Linked DNA regions of Zea mays: region 2 is linked to region 1. The links are chromatin contacts, called in public Hi-C maps. All regions are on one chromosome and are shown on one strand. Each heading gives the region's core, a stretch centred on a gene start, on an enhancer-like site or on the middle of the called end of the contact. The rest is flanking DNA. Distances are from core to core; before and after follow the strand shown. Region 1 holds the start of LOC100381644 (putative choline kinase 2). Region 2 holds the start of LOC100502537 (Rhodanese-like domain-containing protein 19 mitochondrial).

Region 1 (2,700 bases), core at 168-2,667:
CGTAGAAAGTGCAGAGAAAACGGGACGGTTAAGTTTCTTTTTTCAAAGTGTAAGATCTGTTTGGAAACACCTTGTTTTTAAGAAACTAGTTTATGAAAACTACCTAGTTTTTAAGAAGGAACAATTGAATCTATACCATTAAAAGATCCAAACTTTAGATATATACCATGGACCCCACATGGCATTGACTCATGAGGCATCTTGCTTGTTTTATGTTCATATATTAATTTGATAAAAATTAAATATACTTGGTACCTAACTATATATGATGTTAATTATAAAAAAATGTGTCTTAGATTTAAATCCTAGGTCCGCCACAGCATCAGACATATTGTGTGAGCCTATTTCAGCCTCTAATTCCTCAGTTCTCACCATCCAAACCCCTCAAAAAAAGACACATATCTCTAGAATAGTAGCAGGAGTTAAGGAACCATGCATGGTACAACACCCTTCTGTTTTGCATGATCTGTCCCCCCTCCCCTCCGCCGAATTAATTGGACACACTTTTCTCTTGGCTTTCTCATGAAGTAAAAGCACCAAAAAGAAATGGTAAAAAACAAAACCGCATTGAATATGCATGCCCCTTGTACTACGCTTGAGCTGTTGAGCGCACCCACACCACACATGTACAGAGACACAATTTATTAGTGGTGCACTCTCCTTTCCTTTCCTTTCCACTAGAGCGAGGCCCAGACTGCCCTCTGCCCACTCCAAGCTTCACATGCAATGGTTGCTGGTGGAGAATCCTAACCTAACCACACACACTCTCAGCTCTTAACGATGACAGCCGACAGGTATATTATACTATACTACTACGGCACAATAGATTACCGTAGAATAAATAGAAGCGCAACGAGCACACTAATCTATTGCTCTGACTACAAATCTACTACTCCACAGGTCGCCCCATTCATTCATCAGGTTGGTTTGCATTGTATCGATCTGGATTGGCACGAGGGGTTAACTGCGTGCGCGCGCACGTGGCAGGCGTCCAGAGGAGGAGGTATACACCGTACTAAAAAATTAGACGTGACTGACAGCGTTAATGTAAAAGTCTCCATATTTATGCGTAAGGTGTCTTAAAAGTGTTGTATTTTTTTTAGAACCAGTGCCTCTCTACTTACAGAAGGAGCAGCTAGGACTAGGAGGAGGCGCTATTATTCGGGCATGTTTGTGTTAGAGAATTTGGACTTTCCCTAAATAATCTCTACTACTCTTAAGCATACAACGTAGGCGTCCACATCTACCACATGGTGCACGGTTCTGCCTTCACCCCGACATCCTCTCCGCCACCAATGCTCTCCTCCACTCAGCTCCCCATCCGCGGAAGAATCAGATTCGATTCCGCGACAGCCGACAGTGACAGACCGCATTCCAAGCCCCCCAAAATCGCATTTCCCTCTCCGATCAAATCAAACTCAAACCGACACACGACTCACACGGCTTCTCCGCCTCCGCAGATCGCCGTCGCCTACTCGCGCCCCTCCACGCGTCGATGGCCGCCGCGGACCCGCCACCGCGCGAGAAGGTCGTGCCCACGCTGAAGCGCAGCGCCAGCATCGACCGGATACCGGTGGACGCGCGCCGCATCCTGCACCGCCTCGCCGGGGACCTCTGGGGCGGCGACATGGACCCCGGCGCGCTGGCCGTGTCCCAGCTCAGGGGCGCCATGACCAATGAGGTCTTCCGGATCACCTGGCTCGGCGGCGAGGCCGAGGGCAACGGCCCGCGCAAGGTGCTCGTGCGCATCTACGGCCGGGGCGTCGAGGTCTTCTTCGACCGTGCCGACGAGGTCCGCACCTTCGAGTGCATGTCGCGCCACGGCCAGGGGCCCCCGCCTCCTGGGCCGCTTTGCCAACGGCCGCGTCGAGGAGTTCATCAACTCCAGTGTACACTACGCCTCTACCACCCTAAATGCGTGATGTGTCTGCTCGGATCCAATCCGCGATTGGTTTTTGTCATGGCTCACTCGCGTGTTGCTCGCGTCCTGGCCTTGCCAAACCCTCTCCGCCGCGGATCTGCGCGACCCGGTAATGTCCGTCGTGATCTGCTGCCGCCATCAACGCCCTACTCCCCTCCTAGATCCCGTGATCTGCTACGAAGCTGCCATCAATGCCCTCCTCCCCCTTCGCTCAGCTCCCCCTCGCGCCTTCGATCCGCTACCGTGACCCGCTGCGAGGCGGCCATCAACGCCCATGTCCTCCTTCGCGCAGCTACCTTCCCAGGATCTCGGGCGCTCCTTCGTCGCCATACTTTTTGGTTCAGCGGGACGCCCAGCCCGTAGGTACTCACCCCGAACACTCTGCCTCTCGTTGTCCTGAGTTGTATTGCAAAGAGAATTAATCTGGCGAGATGTGTTTCTTGCATTCAGATCGTTGCCCTCAAGAAGTAATAGTCCATACAATACCTGGACTCGGCGCATGAGTATGACTAATCTTCTCAGATCAGATCTGTTAGATAAAAAAATAAATGGGAATTGCTTGGCACTTGGCATAATTAAAAGAATTCATTGCAGTAACCAATCTAACGTTTTATGTCCTACTGTTCTCATTTGATAGCAGCATATCTATACATGTCATCAGAATCATAAATACTTTGTTGGCAAGTTTTCTCTGAGCTGCATTCTCCTCGTTGTAGGGCCTAAGCTTTTGCTGATCACTTCAAGATGGCTCTGGACTGTTTCTTCGCTGTATGGTTTGT
Region 2 (2,700 bases), core at 71-2,570, 310 kb after region 1:
TATGTCAAAGTGCATCATGTAGTCCAATTCCTTGTAACGCATGCTACAGAGACTTGTTTCTACAGTTGAATATACCTTGTAAGGCTGGGACCAACAGATCGTGCATATGCAAAACAAGAGGTTTGTAATATTTTATACGGTAGACAGAATTGTTTATAAAGTACAATTTAAAGTATGAGGTGGGACGGTAGACAGCACTGTTTACAAAGTAAAATTTAAAGTATGAGGTGTGATAGAGAGCTGCTGGAGATAAACGGTTTCCTGGAGGTAGGCAAATGTGTCGTTCAACTGCAGCATCCCTGGCATACCTTCAGGACGTGATGTCTACTGCTGTTGAGCTCGCTGCTGAAAGGAGCGGTAACCACCTTGCAGGTTCCTCACGTTCTTGAACCCCTGAACATCCATGCGAGCAGACTAGTGTGACCCTCAGTTAAACACACACACACACACACACACATACAGCTAACTGGATTGATGCTAAAGCTCGGATGGGCTGTGTTTACCGCGTTCAGAAGGTCTGCCGTCGCGAACCTGGATCTGTTCCCCGTGTTGCAACCCTACACGACAACTCCTTGATTACAGGCGTATCTATCTATTTATAGAGTACTAGTACATTTATTTATTTATTTATATGAGTGAATAGCTACCACAATGAAGACATCATCCTTCCCACAGAAGGCAGCCACTTCCTCTACAAAGTGTGGGTTCTTCTCCTTCCCTACACGGGGACAGAGGCAGCTCAAATCAATAACCCCAATGCCAGTGCCAGCGCCAACGCCAGCGAGCAAGAAACTGACCTTGCGGCGTGACGGACAGGTAGTAGGGAACGTTCCGAGCACCGGGCGCATGCGCCTTGTGGAAGTCCCCCCGCATCCTGCACGAAGGAGAACCACCTCGTCCCCGTCAGCGTCAGTTCGTCTGGAAGCTCCAGCACACGCATAGGCGCGTCCCTGACTGGCTGAGCTCTACGCACCTGACATCCACGTAGCCATGGCCGGAGCTCAGCAGCGCGTGCGCTTCGTCAGCGTCGATGGTAGGGACGGCCTGCTCCTTGTCGCTGCAGTGCACACCAAGACAAGACTGACTCTGGTTAATCCAGATGCATCCGATCTTCTGCTCTATGCATGTAATGTTACTGTAAGCAACATCAGATGCACTCAGAAGCTATGTTTACCTGCTGGTCACTGCAGACGCCATTGCTGCAGGGATGGATGGATGGATGACCTGAGATGGGACGGACTTGTGAGTATGTGTGACCTGCCTTCGCGTTTATACTGGCACGGCAGTTTACCATCACCAGGATGCAAGAGTTCTGGCTATACCTTTTTTTTATCGGAATAATGCTCCATTCCGTCAGCTTGATGCTCGTTCTCGCAAAAAAGTCGTCTCTGACCTTCGATGCTGCGTCGTCACTGCTTATCTGGCAACAGACCAATAATAGCTCCGGGGCATTTCTTTTTGGACACAAGTGCAGGCGTAATAAGGATTGGTTGACTTGAACAGTTATATACTCCCTCCATTCTTTTTTTTATTTGTCGCATTTTAGTTGACTTGAACTTGAAAGACCAATAATAAGGACTGGTTGCTATCTAAACCAGACTCAACCAGCAGAGACGCAGCAGTATCTGTAGAATTTCAAGAACAGAATAGCAAACCATTGACACAGCCAAGCGCATAGAAAACCACAACCAAATTCGACGTCAAGATGGCATAGGATGAAATATCACTTGTCAGATTCAGAACGGTAACCAAGGGCAAATCTTAACACAACTTTGAGATCCTAGAGCATAAACCAAATATAAGGAGCATTGTCTCGGCAAAACAGCCAGTACAGTGATTCCACATTTCCACTAGATAAGGCCCCCACAACATGCCTGACAAGAGCAACTACAGGAAACCCCAATAATATAAAGAGCTATATCATGCTTCAGTCTGCTCCCTCAGGCGGCGGATCGTGCTCCTGACGGTGACCGCACTAGCAGTGCTGCAAACACATTAACAGAATTTAGCCGTGGCTAACAAATTGTGGTTTTCGGACAGGCGAAGAATTACTTACTTCATGGTGTAAGCACCACCAGCCTTCACCTTCCCACAGTCCTTGCACCCCCAAATTCCAACTGCTTTCCTCTTCACAGCAAACTGGAAACACAGCACAGCAAAGGTTGGATTCGGAACAAATGCTGTCTGTCTTCAAATGTATCTTAGAAACACATTGATGGACATGCCCAGACATCTTATAAATCATTCAAATGTGACAAACAGATATATCGAAGACTAATTGATTTCATGTGCTTGTGACAAACAGATATATCGAAAACTAATTGATTTCATGTGCTCAAAATCAATCTGACTGCAGCCTACATTTCATAACAGCAGTGGTGATGATAACGAGTACAACATAAAGACAGCTCGCAGTTCAATAGATCAAAGATTAGAAAACTTGGATGCAGAAACAGGGTAACTAACAGAAATGTACCTTCCCACAGAACTCGCAAAAGTACTTGGAATGCTGAGATACCTCCATCTTCTTGATTTGCTTACGCAAGCTAGCACCATACCTGGTTCCTGTAACATTATAATTTGCGATGTTAACTTCATGTCCCAGATTGACAAATCGGGAAATATCATACTCTAACATGTACCATATTTGCCAACAATTCCTGCCTTCTTAGTGCGCTTCGTCTGCATAGGGATTATAAA

What was found. A called contact is a pair of places that touch in the nucleus more often than the background predicts.
Region 2: a contact with region 1 is called in a Hi-C map of leaf, with 5 times the contacts expected there. The contact joins the promoter of LOC100502537 here to the promoter of LOC100381644 in region 1. A contact is called at or near these places in 2 of 25 Hi-C or Micro-C datasets (leaf and tassel).

Annotation. Positions count from the first base shown.
Region 1 is chr4:245,549,138-245,551,837 of Zm-B73-REFERENCE-NAM-5.0, forward strand. It overlaps LOC100381644 (putative choline kinase 2), which reads left to right and starts at 1,418. Exons shown (of 2, transcript NM_001174459.1): 1 at 1,418-2,284; 2 at 2,372-2,700. The coding sequence starts at 1,496. The coding sequence ends at 2,284.
Region 2 is chr4:245,858,543-245,861,242 of Zm-B73-REFERENCE-NAM-5.0, forward strand. LOC100502537 (Rhodanese-like domain-containing protein 19 mitochondrial) reads right to left here and starts at 1,321. Exons shown (of 6, transcript NM_001245929.1): 1 at 1,175-1,321; 2 at 974-1,057; 3 at 798-874; 4 at 648-718; 5 at 504-557; 6 at 282-393. The coding sequence starts at 1,197. The coding sequence ends at 325. LOC103654911 (translation factor GUF1 homolog, chloroplastic) reads left to right here. Exons shown (of 22, transcript XM_008681719.3): 22 at 1-1,901. It overlaps LOC100194153 (60S ribosomal protein L37a-like), which reads right to left. Exons shown (of 5, transcript NM_001294168.1): 2 at 2,643-2,682; 3 at 2,477-2,565; 4 at 2,057-2,139; 5 at 1,777-1,984. The coding sequence ends at 1,921.